Linked DNA regions of Mus musculus: all the other regions are linked to region 4. The links are chromatin contacts, called in public Hi-C, HiChIP or PLAC-seq, Micro-C and promoter capture Hi-C maps. All regions are on one chromosome and are shown on one strand. Each heading gives the region's core, a stretch centred on a gene start, on an enhancer-like site or on the middle of the called end of the contact. The rest is flanking DNA. Distances are from core to core; before and after follow the strand shown. Region 1 has its middle 78 kb from the start of Gm36667. Region 2 has its middle 220 kb from the start of Gm36667. Region 3 has its middle 45 kb from the start of Gm40340. Region 4 holds the start of Auts2 (autism susceptibility candidate 2). Region 5 overlaps Auts2 (autism susceptibility candidate 2). Region 6 overlaps Gm40339 (a long non-coding RNA gene).

Region 1 (4,537 bases), core at 667-3,166, 1.1 Mb before region 4:
GAACTCAAAGCCTTGTCCCTACTAGGCCAACATACTACCAAGTGACTACACCTTCAGCCCAAGTCATTATTTTTACACTTGGGAGAAATTAAGCAGAAATGTCTAAAGAAAATTAATACCCTCTATATTGATAAAACCAATGTTTTTAAAATATGTTTACAAACCTATGTCCATTCTCTTCATAACTACAAGGTAATCTCATGTCTTAGTTTCATTTCTGTTGCTATGGTGAAATACATAGAGAAAAAGCAACTTAGAGGAGACAGGAGTTTATTTCACCTTACAAGTCCAGACCACAGTCTATCATCTTGGAGAACTTGAGTCAGGAGCATCACATCCACAATGAAAGACAGAGAAATGAATGTATGCGCACTCTTAAATAGTTCAGAACCCAAAGCCTAGGGGATGGTGCCTCCCATAGTGGACTGGGAAACTAGCTCAGAAAGTGGAGTTTGGGGACTTCATGGGGGAAAAGGCAAAAGGCTTTCATTCTGAACAAAATAAGATTCTTCTTCTTCTTTTTTATTTATTTATTTATTTATTTATTTGTCTGAAGACATGGGTCAGGGTTGGGATGCTAACAGCTGGGGAGATTGTATATAAAGTGCTTGCCCTGAGTGCATTAGAACCTGGGATTGTCCCCAAGAACCCATGTAAAACATGGAGAACCCATCTGGGCTGGAAATACAGCTCGATAGTTAAGAGTGCTTGCTGCTGTTGCAGAGAACGACATTTCAGTTCTCAGCATCCATGGAAGTGCTCCCAGTTGCCTATAACCCCAGCTACAGGGGGTCTGATGGCCTTCTATGGGCTCCTGAAAATATGTGTGAAAACATACACACATACACATACAATGAAAATAATAATAATAATAATAATAATAATAAATTAGATCCTTGGTTTTTTTTAAAAGCCAGGGTTGGAGGCATAAGCTTGCAATTATATACAAGGAGACAGAGACAGGTAGATCCCTGGGACACTCTGACCAGCCAGCTTACTGCACTTGGTGAGCTCCAGGCCAACGAGCAACCCTGCTTCAAAATATAAAGTGGATGGCATCCTGAGGGACAATATTGGTGGCTTCCACATGCACTTGTCCACCTGTGCACATGTGGCCATCCACGCATGTACACACACAAATAAAACATTCATAGGCGGCAGAGGTGGATTTGTGGGTAGCACTTGCTGCCAAGCCGGATGACTTAGGTTTGATCTCCAGGTCCCTCGTAGTAGAAGAAGAAGAGCACTGACTCCCTCGGAGTGCCTTCTGAGCGCTGCACTCATACTGTGGTACGTATGCACTGCCACACATACGTGCACTGCCACACAAACATGCTCTGCCGCACATACAGTAAGAGAAATAAATGTAATAAAAGATCAATAAAACCCAAGCATACATATGTTCTTGTAAGCTGTTGGACAACCCTGGCTAACACCATCCCTTCGGCATTCTGAGTGCAAAGCCCCCCATTGTACTTTGAAGAGTATGAACAGAAGCTAACCAACCCTTCCAGAGTCACGTGTCCATAAGGGGCAGCAGGGCTTACACCTGGAATGCAGGTATGGTGCCTCCCTCCTTACCCACTAGCCAACAAAAATGCTCAGATCAGCTCCCCTGTGGTCACAGGAGGCCCCCAAGGTCTGGCACGCTTGTGCGTGGGTCTGTCTCAGCGCGGAGAATCATACCTAAAGCATGTGGACAGGTGTTCCCTATCAGGCACCCCCACCTCCTGCCAAAAGGGGTTCACAGGTGGCAGCATGCAGGGTGTATCTCAGACAGCAATGGATCCCAATTTGTTATTAATACAAACAGTTCAGCAAACCATTTGGCAGCAGGCGGCGGGGCTCTCGTGCTATTTATGAGAAGGGTTTAATGGGAGAAGGCTCAGCTGCGGCAGATGGATGTCGGCGGGGCCTCTCTGCAGTGTCTCACTCTGCTTTCCTTTGTCTGCGAATAAATTCAGAGGGTGCCATGTGTGAGCCTGGATGGGTGGTTTTGAACCACTGCTCATTAGAGGCCGGCGCTTCCCCTGAGGGTTAGCTATAAAGATGGGGAATTGCCAGGACACATCCCTTTTTGGTTTGTGCTATTTCTTCCTGGAACAAAAAGACCTTTGGTCGGCTCTCACTCGTCGCTGCCAAACCCTCAGAGACTGAGCCAGGGGTTACTCCTGAGTCCCTCTGTCCGTCTGTTTGCTGAAGAACTTGGTGTCAGCTTGGCTCACACAGTTTTAGTGGGCACGTGGCAGGCAATGAAACCACAGATCAATCTAATATTTCTAAAGATTTCACTTTCAAAATTTTGTGTGTGTGTGTGTGTGTGTGTGTGTGTGTGTAGTGCGTCTCTCTCTGTGTGGATGACCACGGGGATGCAAGCATCCCTTGAGGTCAGAAAAGGGTACCTGAGTCTCTGAACTTACAGATGGTTGTGAGATACCCTAATGCGAGTGCTGGGAACTGAACTGGGGTCCTCTCCATGAGCAGACGCGGCCCTTAGCTACGGAGCCATCTCTCCATCCCATCCTTATAAATTTTGAGCTCAGTGGCATCCTGGGGCTTACGGGGTCCATGGGCCGTGGGTTAGATACCCCTGTTAAGCAGGGCAGATAGATTATGGGCGGGGCTGCTTTAGTCTGTGCCAGCACAGGTTCTGGTCCCCACTGAGTTGTTCAATGTGTCCTTTGAGAAAACCAAGCAGCATCCTGATTCTGAGCAGCCTGAAGCATGCCAATACTATGATCTACGTAGGAGATTAAAGAATAAAAATGACATAAGATTGTCATTCAGGGCTTTGTTTGCATTTTGGTTCTCTGTTCTTGATCCCGTGACAAAATACTGGCAAAGACCGCTTAAGGAAGTTCTCACAGTTCTGAGTGGAGACCCAGATTTGTCTACAGCTGATTCCTTAAAATCCCTTAGAGATGGTTCTTTCTGGGCCCCCAGGGGGCACAAGGAAAGATCCTTTAGAAGCTCTGAGGATCTCACAGAAACACATATACATTTCCTTCCTCTTGGATGAAGCCAGCCCCACCTCCTTAGCACCTCATTTTTGCATATGAAAGGCCTGGTAATTACTACTTTCATCCTTAAAGCTTGCAAGTGACATGCGGAATTAGCACTTGAGAGGAGCCACTTTTAGACCTTGTTGTGAAGCAAAACTTATTATTTGAAGATAAATCAATTTCTGTTGCCTGTATTTGCGGTTTTCCCCCCAGATGGCTAATTACCAAAGATAAATGTGTATCAACACAAGCCCTATCCTTCTCTATCCATCTTCCCCGCCTGCTTGTTCATCCAGAGGTTAATAATGGCGATCTTGTAGTATATTGCTGTAGTAATGGTTTTGATCCCCCCCACCCCGCCCATCCACAAGTTGATGACCTTTTATTGTAAATGGAAGGACAAGGACTTCAAAAAAGGAAGGTCATTTTAGAAGTGAACGTTCGAAGGTCTACCACAGGCCTCTCTGAAATGGAGTCAAAAGGGCAGGGGTGGGGGTGAGTAGAAAACAATATAAAAAGATGTGGCAGGGGCAGGGAGGGGATCTGTGCACAACTGCACAAAATACACAACATAAATGTCACGGAAATCAGTTTACTGCAAAATTAAATAAGGTTCCTGCAAGCATTAATTTTCATATTCTCCTGTTTGTGTATGGGTAGGATTATTCCCTGCGTTTGATTTATGAGAGGGGAAGGACCTCTCATTCAGACACTCACCAAATTCAGTTAAAAATGGGAAGATCCGCTCAGAGGGAGCAGACTTCCTCTCTGGGCAAAGGGGAAAGGGAAGCTTGTCTCCATGCAGCAGCAGCAGCAGCAGCAGCAGCAGCAGCACAGACCTCTATTTAGGGGTTTATGTACCTTCTAGCATCCTCTCCCTCCTTCCTTCCCTCCCTCTCTTCCTCCATCATTCTCTCTCCCTCCCCCACTTCTTCTGTTAGATTATTAGCCTGCTCCTTTGAGGCAGTGATTGCTTTTTTTTTTTTAAATATTACTTCAAGAATATTATAATGAATGTAATATATTTATTTGTATACATCAACGTGCCTCTCCCAAGTCCTCTGAGATCTAGACCCTCTCCCTCAATCCCCCTCCCAAATTATTTTATTTTAAAAAGAAACCACAGAGTCCAGTGTGTGCTGCCCATCTACTCATAAATATGGTGGTCATCCACAGGGTCGTGATCCACCTACCAGTGACCATACCTTTCAGGAAAACTAACTGTTTCTCCAGCAGCAGCCACCTACTGTCAATAGCTCCTCGGCTAGAAGTGAAAACATGTACACCCCACCCCCACCCCAATGCTGGATCTTACGCAGGCAACCACAGCTGCTATGAGCTCTTGTGTGTGACAGCTCTGTCACGTTCAGAAGATATTATTTAGCCCTTGACCTCCCTGACCTCTGGCCTTTTAAAACTCCCTAGCCCCCTTTCCTGAGCCTCGGGGGCCTGGTGTGGCATGATATTGATGTTCTATTTATGGTTGAATCCCGGATGTCTTATTCGCTGTACATTGATTAAGTATGACGTTCTAC
Region 2 (4,566 bases), core at 441-2,940, 1.3 Mb before region 4:
AGCCACGCCCCCAGCCCTCACTGGGGGATTCTAGGCAGGGGCTCTACCACTGAGCCACACCCCCAGACCCTCACTGGGGGATTCTAGGCAGGTGCTCCACCACTGAACCACATCCCAAGCCCTTTGACTATTCATTTTTTTACTGGGAGAAAGAGAGATATTCCTATAGTAGAATGAATGGGCACACACTGCTGAATGCAGCAGACCTGAGTTCTGTTCATTGGCTACCAGTTTCTAGCTGTGACAACCTGGATAAGTCACTATAGCACTGTGAGTACATTTTATCTTACTAGACACAATTGGTATAAATGTTCCAAGTGCATAGGGTTGGTAATGGTTATTCTTTACTGTCAACCTAACTAGATTTAGAGTGACCAAGAGATTGAAGCACACTTTCAGGAGTGGCCGTGAGGGTGTTTAAAGAGGATCGGGGCAATGTCATGGCAATGGGTAATGCTCTTGCATAGCAGGAATAGGGACCTAAATTTGAGTATCTAGCACCTATGTAAGCAGCTGGGAATGGCTCTATGTACCTGTAGCCCCAGCTCCAGATTCAGCAAGAGACCCTGTCTGAGGAAAGAAGGGAAGAGACACTTGATATCTTCCTATGGTCTCTGTGTGCATGCACCCATGCACATGTGTGCACATAACACACACACACACACACACACACACACACACACACACATACACACACACACACACTAATGAGGATTGATTGAGGACAAGGGAAAAGGAGGAAGTGAGCCAAACATTAGAATTCCCCTCTCTAGGTGCTTTCTGTTTCAAGTTTATGTGAGGAGTCCTAGCTGCATAGACTACTGCCTTGCTTTTCCATCTAAAACCAAGAGCCAAAATAAACCCTTCCTTGCTGAAGTTACTTTCATCAGGTATTTTTGCCACCGTGATTGAGACAGGAAGAAAACAGGGTTGTTCTAAAGCAAACTTAGTTAATGAAGTCAGAGACTCATACTTTGTGCTGACTCACAATTACTAGGTAACTGTGATGCTCAGCTTTAGTTGCCAACTGACACACCTACAATTGCCTGGGAATAGAGTTACATTAAAGGATAATCAGTATTGGGTTGGTTTGTAGGTGTGCCTGTGGGAATTGTCTTAACTGAGTTAATTGTTGTGAGAAGACCTAGACTTCTTTGGGTAGCACCATCCCCTAGGCAGGGAGTTCTGACTTGTAAAAGTGCGGAGCACTCAAGCTGTATGCAGGCAAGCAAGCAAGCAAGCAAGCAAGCAAGCAAGCAAGCACACATGCGTTAATTTTTTCTCTGCTCTTAACTGCGGATGTGATGTGACTGGCTGCTTTTGCAACTTTCCTGATGTGATGGACTGTAATCTGGAACTGTGATATGAATTTAGCTCTCTCTCTCACACAAGTTGTTTTTTGTCAGAGTATTTTAATCACAGCAACAGAAATGAGACTAATACAGCAACAACTCTCCCTAAACTCAGAAACAAACAAACAAACAAACAAACTCTGTCAATCAATCAAAGCATTTGCTATTGCTTACACAAACATGAATTTGTCTTCTGGGAATACTGCTAGTTTGGGCTCTGCCTGGTTGGTATTCGTTGGGGCTTTTTCTTGGATGTGTATTGAACTGGTGACTGGTCTGAGGGCTCTGTCTGGTTTGTCTTCATTTGCATGCCTGGCTGAAAGCTGGAGTTATGGGACCACATTCCTCAGCAACAGGAGGCTAGCTTGGGTTTATTCACAGGACAGAGTCAAAGAACTGCAGAGCTGTATGTGGCTTTTGGAGATGGCATCATATCCCTTACAGTGTATGCTTCCAGTCAAAGCAAGTCATTCAAGAGGCAAAAGACTAGATTTGCTGTCTAGTTACTTTTCTGTTGCTGTGATAAAATACTCTGACAAAACTACTAGGGAAAGAAGGGCTTATTTTGATGCAAAGTTAGTGTATCATTGCAGGGAAGTCATAGGAACAGAAGTGTGCATCACATTGTATGTGCTGTCACAAAGCAGGGTGGGGTGAAGAATGTCGTTCTGTTATTTTCTCCTTTTTATATATTCTAGGATACAAACTATGGAATTGTGCCACCACAGTGGGTGGGTCTTCCCATTATAATTAACCTAATCAACATAATCCCCATAGGCATGACCCATGTGACTCTAATCTCATCAAGTTGCTAACTGAGGTCAGCTATCACAGTCACATTTCAGAGAAAATAATTTTCACTATTTTTTAATTGGAATGACATAGAAATACTGAGGTGATGGAGTCATTCTGGGCTCTTGCTGTGTTTTGCTCTGGAGTCTGGGATCCAGGAAAACTCAATGACCACTGAAGCCACTTGAGCCAGGAGCTTTAGGGTCCTTCTTTCACAAATTAAACGAACAGAATTCATGGACCCCAGAGGGCACGTTTTAGAGAAAAGTATGTTGAAGAAGTTTATTCCCAGGAAATAGGATTCCATAGACCACAGAGCTAGTAGTCTCTGACCTTTCAAAAGACTCAGGTCAGAAATTGAGCTGAAGTATATAGGAGGGAGATGAGCTGCTCAGTCCAGTTAGCCCAGCCACAAGGTGTCCCAGTACCTCTTCCCAGTTGTAGTCACATAGCAAGTAGTGACCATTTAGGAGACAAGAAAGGAACAGGGTCATCCAGCAAGGACAATCTCAGAATCTCAGAGGTTTGGGATTCCTCTCCTACCTGACCAGGCTGCAGTTCCTGCTTTCATCTTTGCACAGTTACTCTATGATCTCGAACTCTCGAGCCTCCTGCTCCAGCCTCCTGAGTGCTGGGATTGCAAATGTGCTTAACCATGCCCCAGTAGAGCAGCCAGTGGATCTGCCTTGCATTGTATCTAGTACAACTATTTGAAAAACGACATCTGCTCAAAATTTTGGAGATTGATTGATTTTGGAAGCATTTTCAAGTGGGCATTGTGTAGCTTATATTGAAATCACTTGATTATTCCCACTGGAAAGACTTTATTGTTGGTGTGTGTGTGCGTGTGTGTGTGTGTGTGTGTGTGTGTGCGTGTGCGTGTTCATGAGTATGTAGCAGCATGATTTTGTGTGTTTTCTTGCATGTGGAAGCCAGGGGACTCTCTTGGATGACCTTCCTCAAGTACTGTCTACACATTTTCAAAAGACTTATTAATTTTATGCATGTATACACACGTGAGTTTAGATTCCTGCTGAGGTCAGAAGAGGCCAATCAGATCCTCTGGAGCTGAAGTTGCAGGTGGTTGTGAGCTATCTGATATAGTTGTTGGAAACCAAACTCTGATTTTCTGCAAGAGCAGCAAGTGGGTGCTTTTAACTAATGAGTCATCCTTCTAGCCTCACCTTCCCTTGTTTTGGAGACAAGTGTCTTTCACTAACCTGGGACTCACCAAGTAGTTGAGATTGGTTAGCTATCGATCCCCAGGGATCTTCAGAGTAGAAGGGTTGGAAGCATGTACCAGCACACTTGGATTTTATTAAAATGTGGATTCTAGGGATTGAATGCAGACCCTTGTGTTTGTACAATGAGGTTTCTCTTAACTGAACCATTCAAGTTACCATTTCGTGAGGATCCTCGGAGAAGCTGCATGTGGTTTTAAGTCATTATAAGCACAGCCCAGAGGAAGGACCTTCAGTTCTGCTTTTCCCTTTCAAGGGATGTGAGTGCAGGGGAACTTGGGGGTCAACATACTGGTGCTTTCAGCCCGGGCAGAGCCAGCTTTGATAGTCATTTTTGCAAGCCCCAGTGTGTTTGTGGCCGAGCATCCCATGTACCTTATCAGGTTGAAGGCTGCTCACATGTAATCCTGACCTTAGCTCTGTGGTCTCTCCTATATCACTTTTTTTTTTTTTTTTTTTTTTTTTTAACCAGCGCTGACACTGAGGTTTTGGAAATGACCATGACTTACAAATGATATAGAAGACTTGAAGCCTGGGAAATGGATTTAGCAATGGCAAAAAATGTGGTAAAGTAAGATGGGAGGCCTTCCTTGTGTATGTGTGTGGATGCACATGTATGTGCAGGTGGATGTGCACGAACGTGTGTGTGTGTGTGTGTGTTGATGGAGGACAGAGATCAACTTCAGTGGTTGTTCCTCAGAACACTGCCTCCCCCCATTTTTTCACCAATGTCTCTCATTGGCCCATCTCTCTCTCTCATCTACGCTACATGGTCAGCAAACCCCAGGGATCTATTTGCCTGTCTCCAATTTTCCAGCACGGGGGTTCCAAGCACATATTACCATATGCAATTATTAGAATGTGGTTTCTAGAGATCCTTCTCAGATCCTCATGCTTGCATGGTAGGCACCTTACCAACAGAACTCTCTCTCCATCACAGAATTCTCTCTAGTGAGCACTTCATGCTGCTATTATCACATTATTCTGCAATCCCTATATGAGAGACAAGAGAACAGTAAATCACAGGACACATGCAGCCTGAAGGATAGGAACCAGCTCATGTAAGATGAGGAGTCCCTCGGTCTGACTCTTCATTAGACAATTTCCATGTCTTGTTGCTGCAGTAGAGACCCACAGCTGTGTCAATTTACAAAGCACAGACATGTGTAGAAATTAGAGAT
Region 3 (4,392 bases), core at 142-2,641, 1.5 Mb before region 4:
GAGGCCTTCTTAGTAGCTCCTTTTGCTCAGCGCACCACAGTCAGGATGTCAGCGCCATGGCCACAGATCACCATCTGAAGAGCTGCCACCTGGTCTCACCCTCACCTTTTTTTTTTTGTCAGGACCACTTAAATTGTGTCTCCGCGTGATCCTGTGGCTTGACCCCCTGTCTGCTTGGCTCATTTCTCTCTCTTTCTTTTCTTTTCCTTTTTCTTTTCTTTTCTTTTTTCTTTTCTTTTCTCTTTCTTTCTTTCTTTCTTTCTTTCTTTCTTTCTTTCTCTCTCTCCTTCCCTCCCTCCCTCCCTCCCTCCCTTCTTTCTTTCTTCTTTCTTTCTCTCTTTCTCTCTCTCTTTCTTTCTTTCTTTCTTTCTTTCTTTCTTTCTTTCTTTCTTTCTTCCTTCCTTCCTTCCTTCCTTCCTTCCTTCCTTTCTTTCTTTCTTTCTTTCTTTCTTTCTTTCTTTCTTTCTTTCTTTCTTTCTTTCAATTTTGCAGTGTGAGGATGGGCTCACAGGCCTTTGAGTCAAAGACTCTAACCCACTAAGCTCCATCTCAGCCCAAAGTCACAAGCCCAGCACAGAGCTCCACCCCCAGTTCAGAGCCCACCTCCAGCCTAGTGCTCTACCCCCAGTTCAGAGCTCCCACTCAGAGCTCCATTTGCAGCCCAGTGCTCCACCCTTTATTCAGAGTTCCACCTCTGTCCAGAGCTCCACCCATCCAGAGTTCAACCTCTACCTCAGAGCTCCACCCAATCCCAGAGCTCCACCCAATCCCAGAGCTAAACCCAATCCCAGAGCTCCACCCAATCCCAGAGCTCCACCCAATCCCAGAGCTCCACCTCTACCTCAGAGCTCCACCCAATCCCAGAGCTAAACCCCCAGCCTTGTGCTCCACTCCCAATTCAGAGAGCTCCTCCCACCCATTCCAGAACTCCGCCCTTAGCCTAGAGCCCCACCCCCAGCCTAGTGCTCCACCCAGTCTAGACCTCCACTTCGGCCTAGAGATCCACCGCAGCCCAGGCAGGATCTTTCATGTCAGCCCTTTGGATCCTTATCAGAGGGTGAGGCCTCACATCCTAGGCCCCAAGCAGTTCATTCCTTTTTCCTCTCAGAGTCCAGGTTCTTGATTACCTGCTCAGGGATCCTAGAAATCCCACGTGGGAATTAGGACCTCGCTCCACAACTCCTACTGCACATGTAGGTAGTGAGGTCACACCTCAGGCAGCCAACAACTGCCTCCAGATAGCCTTCAGAAAGCTTAAGGCATCGCGGTACAATACGCAGCTTTGACCAGTAGATGGCACTGTGGTTGTTTCCAAAAGGCAGCTGAGGCTTTTGGAGAAAGAAAATGTCCAAATGGCAGCAACAGCTGCACTCCGAACCCTGCAGGGAGCTTTCAAAAGCATTAACCCCTGAGTGGTAGGGAAGCAGGAGCTGGAGGCAGGGGGGGGATCTTAACTCCCGGAGGCCAGGCCAGAGGAGCAAGGGGCAAGCGGAGGCAGGAGAAAGCAAACTGCAGGGTGCCCTTTCTTAGGGACAGCCAGGGGCTCAGTTAGCCCAGGGGTGGGGTTTGGAGCCACTCTGGCACTCCGTTGGGGGGTGGTTTTCTAGAGATGAATGCAGCTGGGAGCCCCGTGCTGACTGTGTGAGATTGCCCTGCAGTTTCTTTTTAGTAACCACTTTGGGCCACTAATTTAAATCGTGGCTCCTCTACCCGTGAAGGCCAGGAACATTTCTTCTTCGTTTGTGTTGGTTTTTCAGAATACCCGACAAGTGTCAGATGCCTTAGAAATAGTTGTTGAACCAATGCCTAATTGATTAGATAGATAAATAAATTTTGGATTTGGGGGTGGTGGTGGTGAGGAAATTGAACCTTTCCCTTTGTTGAGAATTGAACCCAGGACCTCCTGTGTGTTAGGTAAGTGCTCTGTCAATGAGTTTCGGTCCTGAGAGTCAGCACCCTCCCCTCCCCCCATGCCCTACCTCAGGAAACAATGGCATTAAGGATCTTGCTTATTTGGTACAGGGTTTGTTGACTACGCTGGAAGCCCTAGGTTTCATCTCCAGCACAGCACAAACAGAGCACTTGGGAGGTGGCAGTAGGAGGTTCAGAAGTTCAAGGTCATCCTCCACTACTCCCGCAGTTCAAGGCCAGTCTGGAGTTTCTGAGACCCTGACTCATAGATAACTAAGTACATTTTACAAATTAAAAAAAAAAATTAGTGATGGGGGTTGGGGTGATGGCACAGTGGTTACAATGCTTGTCGTGCAAGCTGGAGGACCAGAGGTTGGATCCTAAGGACCCATGGAATGACAGGTGGGTGTGGCAGGTGGGTGTGGCGGCTTGCCTGTAAACCCAGCCTCTGAATTTAGAGATGGAGGAGCCAGGGAGCAAACTGGCTAGAGAGGAAACCAGCTCTATCAGTGAGCTCTGGGTTTAGCTGAGAGATTAGGCCTCAAGAAGAATAAGAGAAAGGATTGGGGAATATTTCACATATCAGTCTTGGGCCACACACACACACACACACACACACACACACACACACAAGCTTACACATATATATGAACATGCATGCACACCCCACATACACATGAAAAGAAAACAATAATAATAATGACAAACAACAGGACTCCCTGTTTGTGGTGCTACATGCCTTATAATCCCTGTAGGTTGGGAAGCGGAGGCAGGAGGATGTTCACCATTCTAGGCCACCATGGCCTACATAATGACATGTCTCAACAACAGGCATAAGCCCAGACAGGGAATTTCAAATGTCTGCCTTGGTGTCTTTCAGTGCTGACCCTCTCGACGGCATCCATTGCAGTACCAAGAGCTAGCCAAAACTCCTTCCCCACATCACATCTCCATACATCTGTCAAATCTGTGCTTCTCAATTCCCTCGGATCCATATTCATCCTTCTTTAGCAATTTATCTCTATCACATCCTCCTTTGAATTAAAAGGATTTAGTGGCTCATTCTGTCTTCCAGCTAGATGGGGTTATGTTAGGATCTCAGTTCAGGTCACCCAGGCAATATGGCAGCCATTATGGGCCAACTCCTTAAAGGGTCTTTAAAGAAAACACAATTAAGGCTGACAGCATTTTCTAAAGAGGGCACACCTATCTATGTCCCTTTACATCATTTTTCTTACTTTCTTTTTCTTTTTTTGTTCTAGTGCTGGGGATGGAACCTAGGACCTTGTACATGTTAGATAAGAGTTCTGTTGCTAAGCCACGCCCCCAGCCCCTCACTGCGGGATTCTAGTTAGGAGTTCTGCCACTTAACCACATTCCCAGATGGCCATAAGTGAATTTTAGGTTAAGTGCCTTACCATTGAACCATACCCCTCAGACATGTTGTTCTATTCATACATTAGAAGAAAGGAACACAGACTTGGACACTGCAATACTGCAGTGATAAGTACCTGAGGTAAACACATTGGTTTAGGAAGCTACTCTCACATCTGCAGCTCAGAAAGTAGAGAGAATGGAGCAGAAGTGAGACAAAGTGGTAGCCCTCATAGACCCTCCCCTAACAGCTTTAGGAGGGGCCATGTTATCTTGTTAGCTTCAGGAACTTATTATTGAGACTTGTGTGTTGTTTACTTCCTGAGTTCTATGAGCCTCACTTGCTCCTTCCTGGAAGGAAAGAAAGTGAAAGCAGTTCCTACTCTGAGGAAATGTCATTATAGCAGGGGAAAAGGACAGGATATGATTCGTGGCTAAAGTAAAATGAACAATAATTAAGGCCAGTGTCTAGAAACTCATAGTAACAAAGACACCTAGTTAAGAAGGACCTTGGAGACTACTTGATTTGTGCTCCAAGTTTTACAGCTGGAGAAAATTGAGGCTTAGCCAAATTAAGTCAACTATGATAGGTCCCCCAGCTCTGAAGCTGCATGCCTAGTTCCTAACATGGTGTTTGACCTATTTTCTACACAGCTATACACAAGAGCTGGGAGAGAAGACAGGTGCTAGAGTTGCTGACCTGTAGAGTAGAAGCATCCTTTTCAAGAATAAGATGGGATGACTGCTGATACCTTCGTTCTTCTCAAGCTCCCATGAAGCCCAGGGTAGCCTCTACTTGCTACCCTCAGTTTCCTCATTGTGCTTTGAATGTGAAAATTGTCCCTTAATGGTTTATGTGTTTGAACACGTGCTCCCTACCTTATAGCACACATATGCACACAAACACACAGCTGAATGACTAAATGCAATATAAATATAAAACAGGAGCTGGAGAGGTGGCTCCATTTGTTGTGCAAACATGAAGATCTGAGTTCTAACGCTCAGCACCTATGTAGAAAGGTAGGTATAGCCACATATGTGCTTGCAATACCAGCATAATGGGGTTAGGTTCAGTTGTGGAGACAGAAAAATCATTGGGACTTGTTG
Region 4 (3,972 bases), core at 5-2,504:
GAGTCCTCAGACTGGGACGGCCCCGAGCTACTCAGTCCCTTGCTCCAGGTTCAAGTTCCCGGTGTCTGGCTGCTCCAAAGCGGCTAGCGCCTCCTCAAAGTGTCTCCCACAGAGAGACCAAAAGTGCTGGCCGGGCGGGGGTCGCCTGGGTTCAGGGGCACTCTGGCATTCAGTGTTCTACCACGCAGAGTAGGGGGTCGGGGGAAAGTTTCCAACTCTTGCTTGATGAGCCTGGACGCAGCACTAGACTGACTACTCTTCTTGTCCCCAAAGTGCAACCTCTTTGGGTCCATACTTTGCACTTCCCCGCGCTGCAAGCACTTTTTATTTAAAAAAAAAATTTTTTTTTTTTTTTTGCACCGGGCGCGCGCTTGCGCGCGGGCAAAACACCTAGAGGTACTTCAGAGTAGTTGAGCCAGCAAGAGCTTCAGGAGTGGAGGAGATAAGGCACTCCGGGAGCAAGTGTCCGGAGAAAGGTGCCTGCTACGCGTGCGCGCGCGAGTCCTCCGTGCGTTTGGCGGGATGTTGGGGCAGCCTCCAAGCCCTCGAACTTCAACTCCACACCGGCCTGTGACCGACCCCTCCAACACACCCCCCACAGCCTCTGGAGACCCCTTCCGCCCCCAAGTGCGCAGGCCCGGCCGCCCCAGCGCGCATGCCCTGGGCTCGTGGAGCGGTGGCCAGCCCCTCAGCCTTTTTGCTTTCCACACACTCTACAACTAGGGGAGGGGGGCGGGTCACGTGATCTAGCCCGGCCCGAGGCGCGCGGGAGGAGGGGGGACGGGGACGCGCGTGGGAGAGAGCGGGGGGGGGGGAGAGGCGCGAGGGGAGGGGCTTCTCTCGGGAGCGCGCAGCTAGTGGTGCCTGAGTGGAAGGGGCGGCCCTCGGGAGCGCGCCCCGTGGTGCCGGGGGTTTTGGGGAGGGGGAGAGAGAACGAGGCGTGAGAGATTCTCGGGAGTCCGCGAAGGGGGAAAGGGGGGCGGCCCTCGGGAGCGCGCCGAGTGAGGCGTGAGGGGAGGGGGTAGCTCTCGGGAGCGCGTGCAGAGCCAGGAGGGCGGTCCTCGGGAGCGCGCGCAGAGCGAGGCGCGAAGAGGGCGGTCTTCCAGAGCGCTCGCCGGTGAGCGAGCTCGAGCGCGCGTGCGAGAGAGGGGGAGAGAGAGAGAGAGAGGGAGAGGGAGACGGCAAGCGGGCGGGCGCGGGGCTGGGCCGAGGCGGGCGGCGGCGGTGGGCCGGCCGGAGGGGGAGGAGCGGGCGCTGTGTGAGCGAGGCGGGCGGAGGATGAGGCCGTGCCCGGGCTCTGGCTGCAGCCGCCCGGGGACACGCCGTGCACCCTCGGGCTCCGGGCTCCGGCGGCGGCGGCTGAGGCAGCGTTAGCTGAGAGCGAGCGAGCGAGTGAGCGAGAGAGCGAGCGGCATCTCGCAGCGCTTCTTCCTCAGGCGGGGCGACGCGAAAAAGAAGAAGAAGAAGAAGAAGACGAAGAAGAGGCGGCGGCGCCACCACACCGGTGTATCTCGGGTTGGAGACTGCTCTTTGCTTTCCTCGTTGACTGACTCACCCCCTCCCCCTTTATAATTTTATCTTAAATTTTTTTGGAAGAAGGGTGACCTCTGGAACTGGGGGTGGGGGGAGATCTACAATTTGTGTGTGTGCGTGCGTGCATGTGTATGTGAGGAGGGGGTCGGTGGCACGCGCCAGGCTTTGCAATTCTTCTCTTCTTTCATCTTTTTCTCCTCCTCCCCCCCTTGAAGACCGAAAAAAAAAAATCCCACAACTGCTTCAGCGTCCTCCTCCTTCCCTTCCTCCTTTCCTCGGGCAACCTCTGTCTCCGCTTGTGATTGCGTGGTTATGCTCCCCTCTCTGGGGGGTCTCGCCCCTCTCAGCTCGCTCTCCAGCCCTGGCTTCCCTTGGATGCATTTCTTAAAAAAAGACTGGGAGCCCGGGAGTGAGTTTTTCTGCGAGGCGAGTGTGTGAGAGAGGCGGAGGTGTGGGGTGTTTTCCTGCACGAGGGGGCGGGTGAAGTTCATTGCCACCCACCCCTCACTTCACCGTGACCTTTTCGGACCTCGGGCTTTTTTTTTTTTAAAATTTTTTGGGGGGTCTCTAGAGAAAGGGAGAAGCAAGGCGATTTCAGTGGTGGGGAGAGAGCATGGCCGCGGGGAGGGCTTCCCCAGTCTCTTGATCAAAGCATTCCGCTATTCTGATTTATTGCCTGCTTGGTGAGTTATTTTTTTCCCCCTTTCCTCTGTAAAGGAGACCTGTGTGTTCAGCCATTACTTTGCTCGGCGCTGTTCGCAGGCATCTCCGACCCTCGGTGCAGAGGGGAGCCCCACACTTCGCCCTCTCGCTTCCCCGTCCCTCCCTCCCCGTCTCCCCGCCCCTTCCCCCTTTTTTCTTTCTCTTTTCCCCCCTGCCCTCCCTTCTTGTTCTTCTTCGGATTCTTTTTTTTTTTTTTTTTTTTATTTCTCCCAGCCGCTTTCTCCCCCGCGCCCTTCCTCGCGGCGGGAGGGAAAAGCCCGTGCAGGAGGAAGGGGGGCTCGGTGTCAATTTTTTTTTTCTTCTTGGGGTGTGTGTGTGTGTGTGTGGCCGCGGCCCGAGCCTGTGGCGCGCGGGTAGGTGAACGGGGAAGATCCCCGGCGCGGTTAAAAGAACCATGGATGGCCCGACGCGGGGACATGGACTCCGGAAAAAGCGGAGGTCTCGATCACAGCGAGACCGGGAGAGACGCTCCCGGGCCGGGTTAGGAACCGGTGCGGCGGGTGGTATAGGAGCCGGCCGGACCCGGGCTCCCTCGCTGGCTTCATCGTCGGGCTCCGACAAGGAAGACAATGGAAAGCCCCCATCCTCCGCCCCGTCCCGGCCCAGACCCCCGCGGAGGAAGCGCAGAGAGTCCACCTCAGCCGAAGAGGACATCATTGATGGATTTGCCATGACCAGCTTTGTTACTTTTGAAGCGCTGGAGGTAAGGGGGGACCCCCTTTTCTGTTCCCCCCATGGTTTCCTTTTATGCATGACACCCCCCACACTCGGCTGCACCCCGGTTTTCTTGCCTCCCCCGCCGCACTCGAAGCTCTCAGTCTCGGCCGAGGTCTTATTGTTGGGTGTGGGGTTGTATGTAGGGGGAGCTGGGGGCAGATTGGCAGCAAGGAGGGAATCGCTAAGCTGTATGCCTGGTCTGGTCTTCTACTGGTTTCGTTCTTGTCCAGCTTGCCTTTCCCTTGCGCCCCCTTCCTGCACCCCCACCTCCCTCCACAGCAGATGGGTGGAAAGAAAGGGGTTCAGGCATCACAACAATGCGCCCCCCTTCTCCACGGATGGTTCTACCCCCACTCCTTTCCTCTTCTTCTCCCTCCCCAATCATGGCTTCTTGGCTGGTGGAAGTCTTTGCTTGGGTTTGGGGCGCCTGTGGACTGTTCTCTGTGTGCTTTCTACAGAGCCATATGTTCCCATGCGTGTGTGTGTGTGTGTGTGTGTGTGTGTGTGTGTGTGTTTTAGTCTGTCTAGTATATGCTTTTTCTGGATGTCCTGGGGATCAGAGGCTGCTAGGGTTTTGTGGCTTTTCTATACTCCCCCCTCCCCTTTTTTTGGTGAAGCTGGGGAAGGGGGCGTTTTCTCCTTGTTGGGAGAAAGGAGGGAGGAGGGGAGAAGAGGAAAGGATGGAATATCTTTTTATATAATGCATGGGGCTATATTGCAGAAAGGGTTAATGACAATATTATCCACACACATACATTTGCGTGTGGGTTGTGTTGGTGTGTGTGTGTGTGTGTGTGTGTGTGTGTGTGTGTATACATGAGCAATTTAGTTGAAGGACAGAAGAAGGTACACCAGGGAGGGCTGGTATGAGGCAAGATAAAATCCTAGCTGGCTGCTGAAGGGCTTGTCACCAGTTGTCCCTCTTTTCCTTTTTTTGTATGTGCCCCCCACCCCAAGTGATTGGCTTTGTGTATGTGTTTGTGTGTCTGTCTTTATTCC
Region 5 (3,952 bases), core at 1,354-3,853, 1.0 Mb after region 4:
AAGACTGGGGCTTTGCTGAATTTCAAAGCTGTTCAAGATCTGGAGGTCAAGGTCACCCTGGCTACATAGAGACTCCAGGCCTGCTGGGGCTACAGACTACCTTTCCTCTAAGTGGATAGTTAAACCAGTCCATTTCCCCCAAACGTCATTTTGCTGTATTTTCCAGAAGGCTAACGCTTGAAAGAGACCTTTGATTTCCAAAATTAGTTTTATTAGAGGGATTATAATATGTTGCTATGTGCCAGGCATGGTGGCGCACACCTTTAATCCCAGCGCTCAGGAGGCAGAGGCAGGTGGATTTCTGAGTTCGAGGCCAGCCTGGTCTACAAAGTGAGTTCCAGGACAGCCAGGGCTACACAGAGAAACCCTGTCTCAAAAAAAAAAAAAAAAAAAAAAGAAAGAAAGAAAGAAAGAAAGAAAGAAAGAAAGAAAGAAAGAAAGAAAAAGTTGCTATACACCAAGTACCCACCCCCATTTCTTTTTTGAAAAATTAAAATTTTTTTATTGCAGTTATTTATTTATTATTTATTTATTGTATGTATACTTATGGAGGTCAGAGGACAGTTCTCTTTATACACTGTGTGGGTCCCAGGTATGAAATTCTAGTTGTCACGCTTGGTGGCAAATGCCTTTACAATCTTTACAATGCTGAGCCTTCTTTCTGGCACCTTGGGGTAAAAATTGTTTTTTTAATTTATATTAAGAGTTCAATGACATCAGTGGTGGTGAAGTACCTTCACAGAGGTGAAACATGTATTTACTATTGGTCATTTATTGATTCATTTCACTAAGGTTTTTACCATGTGCCCTAGACCATTCTGAAATTTAATATCTTTTGTCCAAGTACTGGGATTATAGAATTTCAGTGTTGACGGTGGAGAGATGGCTCAGTAGTTAAGAGTGCTTGTTCTTGTCAAGTTCCTAGCACCCAAATCAGGCCACTCACAGCTCCAGGGCATCTGTCCTATGGAGCACTGGAACACAAGTAGCACACTCAGAGGGGTGGGGAGGGAGGGAGAGAGAATCTTACACTTGATTAAAAAGGAAAGAGCGGCTGTGTGTTCTGGTAGAAGGTCAGTCACTTAAATGACTGAGGGCCGAATTAATGATTTCATCCATCCATCCATCCATCCATCCATCCATCCATCTCTGCCCCAACGCGCTTAGCTTAGCTGAGCTGGCTCCAGGGGACATCCTGGTGATAGATGATAAGTTACCATCCATGGAGCGAAGCTTTGACTTTGCTTTCCCTGTCTTTATGTTTGCTGCATAGAAGGGGAAGCCTCAGTCACCACTTGGCTGGTGTGAATGTATACACAAGTCGGATAGTTTGAGGAACTGTGCAGAGGGAAGGCAGTTCATGAAACCTACCGTGATTCGTGGGATGAGGGTTAGATCAAGATCTTTTTCTTCTAGACTAGGAACCCAACCTCCCATCCATGTCAGACAGTACAAAGATTATGTTATATTGTGCACCTACTGTGTGCCCAGAATCTGGACCTCCACCCCCATCTCAGAACCAACTCTTTGCATATGAGATTGGCCTAGAGGCAATTCAACCCCGGGCTACGGGCCTAGTAGCCTCTCCTTGGTTTAGAGCAAATCTCGGAAGCTGTAACTGCAAAAAGGACCGGAGCGTCGCGGTTCTTGCCCGTAGAGGGAAAGGCGCCATGGGGACCAGGGGCCGGTCCGCAACCGGAGGCGGGATGTAGTGGGAGCCACAGCTGTCAGTGTCGCACCCAGGGACTGCGCCCCCGCGGGGCCAACCGGGCGCCAGGGTGGAGAGGAGGGGCGGCGAGGGGCGGGGCACGTGGGGCGGGACGGAGGAGGGGCGGTGGCACCGGCTGGCGGCTCCGGCTGGGCGCGCCGAGAAGTCCCGCTCCGAGAGCCGCGAGCGCCAGGAGTAAGGCGCGCTCGGTACAATCCGGGCAGCGAAGTCCAGAGCGCGAGAGCAAGGGTGGGAGAAAGGGGTGTCCTCGCGTCACTACCAGGGACCCCCCTTCTCTCCCTCAATCCAGCCCCGGGTAGCCGGTGGCGCTGGCGGCGGGCCGCCTGATGGAGTTCACTTGAGCCAGGAACAGGCGGGAGAGGCAGGCCGGAGCGGAGCTAGTCCTGCGCGCCCCGTAGCAGCTTCAACCACAGCTTTCCACACCGCAGGCGGGCAACACCCGCGGCAGATTGCGACTCCCGGAGCGTGTCGGTGCCACGCCGCAGCGGGCCCAGGACCCATCAGATCAGCCCGCGGCGGTGCCGTACCGGCGGCACCCGCTGTTGGGGAGCCCGAGGCGGCCGCCGGGGAGCTGCTTTCGCCTCTGCCGCCGTACGCCCTCCTCCTCCTCCTCCTCCTCCCTCTCCCTCCTCCCTCCCTCCGCACATGGTCTCCTTTGTCCTGTCGCCGCCGCAGCCGCCTCGTTCTTAGCTCCGCGCGCCGCGGCAGCGGCTCCCGGGCCGCTGCTCTTCAGCCCTGCCAGGTCCCCAGGGCGCACCAAGTTGAGCCTCTGGTTTAAGCCAGCCGGTTCCCCGCGCGCCCCGCAGGAGCAACCAGGAGAGCGCGCGGGCCGGGCCCCCTCCCCATCTCCCCGCCACCCGCCCGGGACTTGGCTGCGTTGGATGTGCGCGCGCGGCGTTGACTCCTGGCTGCCGTGGAGGAGCCGGGTGCTGCTGCTGCTGGCTCTGCTGCCGTTTAGGATCCGGTTCGGATTTGGTTCGCGTGCCTCAGCTTTGAGACTTTGGAGAGGAATTAGCAAAACACACAGACTTGTGGACCTAGCCGGGCCGGCTGGAGTTGGGCGTTTTCTCTGCCTTGGGTTTTGGTTGCTCTCTCCCGGTGGTGTGTGGTGATCCACCCGGAGAGAACCTGACGGAGGACTCAAACCATGAACTTGGGGTTGACAAGACCGCCGAACCCCTGGCGACCAGGTAATGTTGCCCCACCACCACCACCGTTGGGGGGATGGGGTGGGGTGGCTGGCTCGCCTGCGGTCCGCGGTTTCGGGGGAGGAGGCAGGGGTCGAGGGGTCTTTTGTTGCGGCCGCAGCCGGGCCAGGGTGGTAACGGAGGCGGGCTGCTGGCGTCTGGCGGGCCTGGCCTTCCTCCCCCACCCCTCCCCCGCTCCCCTTTGTACTTTCCTAGCTCCCTGAGCTGGCTGGGCTCGGCCGGTGAGCCGTGAGTGCCTGCCGGGGGAGGCCCTAGCCAACAGAGGCGATCCCACCTCCGGGAGTGAACCCATAGCTCCCAAGGGAGATCCGCTGGACTCCTAGGCTGGGAATGCCCGCACCGGCTCGGGCTAGGAAGGGCTCCTTGGAGCGGCGCTGCCTGCTGACGGGTCACTGTCCTTGGGCTGAGCTCCGGGTCCCCGCCCTCCCGCTTGTGCGCACGCGGAGCCCGGGGAAGCAAAGGAGAGCTAGCTGGTGCAGGAACTCACCCGCGCCTAAGTTTCTAAGAGAATTGTCTTTGCACCTTCTTCCTGCGGGTGCCGTTTTGGAGAGCTACCTTAGCGAATTGAGTTTTAAGGGGTTCCGGGTACAGCTTCAAACATCTGGGACCCACCCGTGCGCACGGGAATTTTTTATTTCTTTATTTTTATTTGTTTTAACCAAACTGCTTTACCCAACTTTTCCTTCTACGCCAGCTACAGCTTCTAGACCATAAAAAGTATTGACATAAAAGGCAAATAGTACCCACCCTGCCGTAAAATGCCCCAAAGAGCATGTTTGTCTGGGAATTTTAGGTTGTGCTTCTAAGTGTATATAAAACTCATCAAAGCCAATCGAGGTGAGGAAATGAAATAGCAACTGATATTAAATTCTGTGCGGCTAAAGGTAATGGTTGCTGGAGAGAAGCGGGAAGGCATCCATGCGTCTGCCACTAGATCCACCGCACCTGCAGTCCTCATTGCTAATTTAAAAAGAAAAAAAATTAGGGAAATGAACCAAGTTATAGAAAGAAATGC
Region 6 (4,267 bases), core at 128-2,627, 1.5 Mb before region 4:
TGCTTTTAAAGGGGACAGCTGAACTTCCCTCTCATTTTTGCCTCTTGGCCACGAGGTGAATAGCTTTACTTTGCTCTCGGACACTCCTATAGGTGGCCTCAAAAGTTCTGTCCAGGTATGGACCAGAACGGCTGCAGTTGGGAACCCAGATAAACTTTCCATTTAGAAACAACCTTGCTAACGTGGCAGAAATGAGGGCATTAGAAAGAGAGCCTCTCTTCCATCTATCAGGCCACTGGAAACAATAGACCCCAAGAAACAGGAATTTCTTCAGGAGTCTCTCACTGGGAGAAGGAAAAGGCTGGAAGCCTGGTGCCTGGCAAAGTGGAGCTTGTTTCGAGAGAGATTTCTCACTGTTCTGGTGACTTCTCAACCACTTCACTGGGCAGACTGGAGCTGAGGCAAAGCTGGGGCAGTGGCGGGTGGGTCCGAACCTAGCTCCTCCGAGAAAGGTTCAATTTCACTTTTAATTGTTTGTGTATGTGTGCGCATGCGTGTGTGTGTGTGTGTGTGTGTGTGTGTGTGTGTGTGCGCGCGCGCATCTCTCTCTCTCTCTCTCTCTCTCTCTCTCTCTCTCTCTCTCTCTGTGTGTGTGTGTGTGTGAGAGAGAGAGAGAGAGAGAGAGAGAGAGAGAGAGAGAGAGAGAGAGAGAGGGCGGCCGGCGCACGAGAGTACAGGTGGCCTCCTGAAGCTGGAAGAGAATGTCAGATCCCCTGGTGCTGGCATCATAGGGAGTTGTGAACCACCTGACATGGCTGAGGGGAAAAGAACTCTTGTCCTCCGGAAGAGCAGCAAGTGCTCTTCAGGTAGAGGCATTTTCCCACCCCCATCCCCGCGCCTCTCAGCTATTTAAATTACGCTTCACATAAGGACCCTGAAGGTGGACTCGGAAGGTGGGGTATCACTGGACTTCCGTCACCGTTCCTTGTCCCAGTGTCTTAGGTAAAACATTTGACCCATTTACATATGTGTGTGTGTGCACACGTGTGGAGGTCAGAGGATACCATGAAGCAGTCAGTTCTCTGCTTTCAACGTGTGTGTCATGGTGATTGGCCGCAGATCATCAGGCTGGGCTGAACGCTCTTTTACATGCAACATCCTCTCAAAACCCTAATTGACTTACTGAGCAAAGGTGGGTCCAGGGGCCCAGGCTCTGACCCTAATATCTCCAGTAATGGTAATGATCGCAAGTGTTTTGTTATAATGTCTGCAGCTGATAACCGCAGGTGCTCATCGGGGGCTGAGATCTTGGCCTAATAGCACTCCTCAAGGTCCTTGGGAAGATACCTGGCACATGAGAAGCCACAGGCCTAGCCTTTAAGGCTGGGCTACTCATTAGTGGGAAAGATAGCGGAGATGGCCACTAGGGGGCGCTCCGAATCCATAACAAAGTCTGCAGAGTTGCTGAACAGCTTGGAAATATCCTGGACCTCACAGTTGCCAATGTTCTGGTAGACTGGGAGGGGGAGGAAAGAGGAAGGGAAGGAAAGGAAAGGGGGAAGGGGACAGTGTAGGGGAGGGGAGAGGTGAGGTGAGGTGAGGTGAGGTGAGGTGAGGTGAGGTGAGGTGAGGTGAGGTGAAGGCTCCGTTGCCTGCTTACTTGGGCAGCAGTATCCCGTTATGGCTCAGCCTGTAGCCCATGAGCAGGGGATCTATTAGCCCATCAGTTCGGTTGGCACCTCTTGTTTTAGGGCACGATTTGGGGGATCTTCCACGTTAGCACAGTCCTGGCTTATGATCCAGGCTCCCCTCACAGTAGCTGGTGGAACACACTGATTTCAAGGCTGCAGAGGGTTCTGGGACTTGTATTTCAGGCTCGGCGAGGAACGTGAACCTTGAGAACCTGCGGTTTCTCTGTCCTTTGTAGCCCAACAAGTCAGACTATAGAGGGGGACGAGGAGACCATCATTCTTCGGTGTCAATTTCTTCCTTCCTTCCTTTCTCCTCTCTCTCTCTCTCTCTCTCTCTCTCTCTCTCTCTCTCTCTCCTCTTTCTTTCTTTCTTTCTTTCTTTCTTTCTTTCTTTCTTTCTTTCTTTCGTATTTATTTATTTATTTTAAATTAAATTTTTTTTTTTTTTTTTAGATATGATCTCTTGGAGTCCAGGCTGACCTTGAACTTGCTATGGAGCTGTCTGTGTGTGTGTGCGTGTGTTGCACCGGTTCGCGTGTGCACTTGGAGACCTGAGGGTTTCTTCCTTTGTTACTAAGAACCCAGAGCTTGCTGATTGCATCAGTATCACTGACTCTGAGAATCCCCTTTTCTGCCTCCCGAGTGCTAGGGTTATACGCAGCCTCCACTCCCACACAGCTTTTCTGTGGGTACTTGGAGGCCTGTACTCTGGTTCTCATGCCTGCGTGGCCAACGTTTTACCCACTGAGATGTCTTCCCTGCTCTCTCTCTCTCTCTCTCTCTCTCTCTCTCTCCTTCTTTCTAAAAGTCAAGTCCTGGGGACACGTGGTGCACAGCCATACATGCAGGCAAAACACCAGCACACATAAAATAAAAATAAAGGTTAAATAAACAGGGGCTAGAGAGATGGCTCAGAGATTAGGAACACTGGCTGTTCTTCCAGAAGACTCGGATTTAATTCTCAGCATCCAAATGGCAGCTGACAACTGTCTGTGACTCCAGTTCCAGGGGATCTGAAGCCCTCTTCTAGACATACGTGCAGGTAAGACATGAATGCACATGAAATAAAAATAAGTAAATCAAAAAAAAGATGCCCCCTTCAAACTCCTCTTGGGAAAGGTAGGTTCAATGATAATTTTCAAACCCATTTCAAAGACTTGGGGTAGGGCACCAAGTTCCTACTCCCCAAACGCTCTAGTTGTCCAGTACCCAGAAGGCACTTGTAAACGTGCACATTGTCTTCGTAGGGCAAGCATCAATGGGATGATGTGTTAGTTGTTTTGTGAGCCTCTAAATCCTAAGCCCTGTGTGTATCTGGTGCTTGGGCAGGAAGGAAGATTAGCCTGGGGTCTGCATAGCCTTCTGCTCTTCGCCTCTTCCCTTCCAAGCTAAACATCTTCAACTGACTTTATCTTTCAGATGAAAACCTTGGCAGAAGGAGATTTATTTGGTACCGTGAGCTTCTCTTGTAAATAGCTCCCCGGGTGCCGTGTCTACAACCCACCTGTCAGCCCTTGGAGTGGAGGAGGCTGTGTGTTATTGATCCCGACCTGTGGCTGCACCCAGCATGGTACTAGTATCTAGCAGGTATTCAATCAATGTCCTCTGCATGTAGAGATAATGAGGAGGGAAAGGAGGGTCTTATGGGGGGCTCACTGCAAGAGAGACTGCAGGATGTGGGAGGAATAGGGATCCCGGGGATAGCCTGGAGGACGAAATTAGCCAGGGATGGAGGAAGGAAAAGAGCTAGACCACGTGATATGGCAAGCACAGAATACTTGCTGCACACATGGAAGTACATATGAGAGGGGCAGTCTTCCTCTAGCTGTTGTTACTTGGGACATGGAGAATAGGGAAGAGAGGAGAGTGCCCAATTGGCCCAGGCTCCTATTCATAAGAGAGATACCCGCTTTCCCTTAGGTGTTAACTACCCCTTTCTTGGACTGAGATGAGATTTAAGAATTCCAGTGTGGCTCAGTGGTAGAGCCCCTGCCTAGAATCCCCCAGTGAGGGGCTGGGGGTGTGGCTCAGTGGTAGAGCCCCTGCCTAGAATCCCCCAGTGAGGGGCTGGGGGCGTGGCTCTGTGGTAGAGCTCCTGCCTAGAATCCCCCAGAGAGGGCTGGGGGCGTGGCTCTGTGGTAGAGCTCCTAAACAGCATTCTCAAGACCTTGGATTTGATCATCAGCACCACAATAAATAAATGAATGAATAAAAGTCAATTAAAAAATTATTGCCTTCTTTCAGGTGGCCTGTGTATTTGGTATTAGCTTCACACTAGTTCAGGAATCCCAGGACAGTCCCAGCTCTGACTCATACTGTGTTTCTCAATGTCAGGATCCTAGTCTACACTTGGGGTACAAGAGCCCTGTTTTCTGTCAGCTGGGCTGCTGCTCATATGTGTGCAGCGATTGGAAGGGACCTGGGGTCTGTGGAGCTCTTATAGTGGCATGGCTGACTGATGCTTTGTAGCTGAGCCTCTGGTGTACCGGTGCATCTGCTTTCTGGCTGAGTACACAAACCTTAAGTGCACTCACCCCACCCCCCACCCCTTGGCTTCCAGGGCTCTGCATACTGCTGTGCAGACTGAGCTCTTCACTGGGAACTGGGTCAGGATGGGTGGTACTGTGTATCTACTG

What was found. Promoter capture Hi-C pulls out the DNA fragments that hold promoters and counts their contacts. Hi-C and Micro-C count contacts between places; a contact is called where the count stands out from the background. HiChIP or PLAC-seq counts read pairs in DNA pulled down with a chosen protein or histone mark.
Region 1: a contact with region 4 is called in a promoter capture Hi-C map of hippocampal neurons, with 7 times the contacts expected there. The contact joins the enhancer-like site here to the promoter of Auts2 in region 4. A contact is called at or near these places in 1 of 39 promoter capture datasets (hippocampal neurons), 1 of 484 Hi-C or Micro-C datasets (cerebral cortex) and 4 of 115 datasets of contacts at active chromatin or transcription factors (astrocytes, embryonic forebrain, embryonic hindbrain and 1 more).
Region 2: a promoter capture Hi-C map of stem cell-derived epiblast-like cells shows a contact between it and region 4, with 4 times the contacts expected there. The contact joins the enhancer-like site here to the promoter of Auts2 in region 4. A contact is called at or near these places in 3 of 39 promoter capture datasets (cranial neural crest, frontonasal cranial neural crest and stem cell-derived epiblast-like cells) and 3 of 115 datasets of contacts at active chromatin or transcription factors (differentiating embryonic stem cells, embryonic limb bud and embryonic stem cells).
Region 3: a contact with region 4 is called in an H3K27ac HiChIP or PLAC-seq map of embryonic stem cells, with 12 times the contacts expected there. The contact joins the enhancer-like site here to the promoter of Auts2 in region 4. A contact is called at or near these places in 6 of 39 promoter capture datasets (cranial neural crest, frontonasal cranial neural crest, hippocampal neurons and 3 more), 16 of 484 Hi-C or Micro-C datasets (cerebellar granule neurons, cerebellum, cortical neurons and 6 more) and 17 of 115 datasets of contacts at active chromatin or transcription factors (astrocytes, craniofacial prominence, differentiating embryonic stem cells and 11 more).
Region 5: a contact with region 4 is called in a Micro-C map of embryonic stem cells, with 4 times the contacts expected there. The contact joins the enhancer-like site here to the promoter of Auts2 in region 4. A contact is called at or near these places in 2 of 39 promoter capture datasets (hippocampal neurons and second pharyngeal arch cranial neural crest), 14 of 484 Hi-C or Micro-C datasets (the HL-1 cell line, adipose-derived mesenchymal stem cells, cardiomyocytes and 8 more), 12 of 115 datasets of contacts at active chromatin or transcription factors (astrocytes, cardiomyocytes, differentiating embryonic stem cells and 6 more) and 1 of 9 other capture datasets (embryonic stem cells).
Region 6: a Hi-C map of cerebellum shows a contact between it and region 4, with 3 times the contacts expected there. The contact joins the enhancer-like site here to the promoter of Auts2 in region 4. A contact is called at or near these places in 1 of 39 promoter capture datasets (hippocampal neurons), 6 of 484 Hi-C or Micro-C datasets (cerebellar granule neurons, cerebellum, ganglionic eminence and 1 more) and 11 of 115 datasets of contacts at active chromatin or transcription factors (astrocytes, craniofacial prominence, differentiating embryonic stem cells and 8 more).

The regions. Positions count from the first base shown.
Region 1 is chr5:133,674,385-133,678,921 of GRCm38.p6, reverse strand. No RefSeq gene overlaps it. Among named protein-coding and RNA genes, the nearest start is that of Gm36667, 78 kb to the right of the region's middle. Within about 2 kb of position 1,916, at least 21 of the 459 cell types and tissues checked have an H3K27ac peak or open chromatin away from gene starts, as enhancers often do. A contact at or near this core is called in embryonic forebrain and hippocampal neurons, where this site is marked.
Region 2 is chr5:133,816,190-133,820,755 of GRCm38.p6, reverse strand. No RefSeq gene overlaps it. Among named protein-coding and RNA genes, the nearest start is that of Gm36667, 220 kb to the right of the region's middle. Within about 2 kb of position 1,690, at least 4 of the 459 cell types and tissues checked have an H3K27ac peak or open chromatin away from gene starts, as enhancers often do. A contact at or near this core is called in stem cell-derived epiblast-like cells, where this site is marked.
Region 3 is chr5:134,003,855-134,008,246 of GRCm38.p6, reverse strand. No RefSeq gene overlaps it. Among named protein-coding and RNA genes, the nearest start is that of Gm40340, 45 kb to the left of the region's middle. Within about 2 kb of position 1,391, at least 73 of the 459 cell types and tissues checked have an H3K27ac peak or open chromatin away from gene starts, as enhancers often do. A contact at or near this core is called in cerebellar granule neurons, cerebellum, craniofacial prominence and 6 more, where this site is marked.
Region 4 is chr5:132,540,502-132,544,473 of GRCm38.p6, reverse strand. Auts2 (autism susceptibility candidate 2) reads left to right here and starts at 1,254. Exons shown (of 20, transcript NM_001363480.1): 1 at 1,254-2,959. The coding sequence starts at 2,651.
Region 5 is chr5:131,536,627-131,540,578 of GRCm38.p6, reverse strand. All of the region lies in intron 5 of Auts2 (autism susceptibility candidate 2), which reads left to right. Among named protein-coding and RNA genes, the nearest start is that of Gm29681, 120 kb to the right of the region's middle. Within about 2 kb of position 2,603, at least 172 of the 459 cell types and tissues checked have an H3K27ac peak or open chromatin away from gene starts, as enhancers often do. A contact at or near this core is called in cardiomyocytes, cerebellar granule neurons, cerebellum and 12 more, where this site is marked.
Region 6 is chr5:134,060,976-134,065,242 of GRCm38.p6, reverse strand. It overlaps Gm40339 (a long non-coding RNA gene), which reads left to right. Exons shown (of 6, transcript XR_868578.3): 3 at 2,085-2,673; 4 at 3,051-3,218. Among named protein-coding and RNA genes, the nearest start is that of Gm40340, 12 kb to the right of the region's middle. Within about 2 kb of position 1,377, at least 4 of the 459 cell types and tissues checked have an H3K27ac peak or open chromatin away from gene starts, as enhancers often do. A contact at or near this core is called in cerebellum, where this site is marked.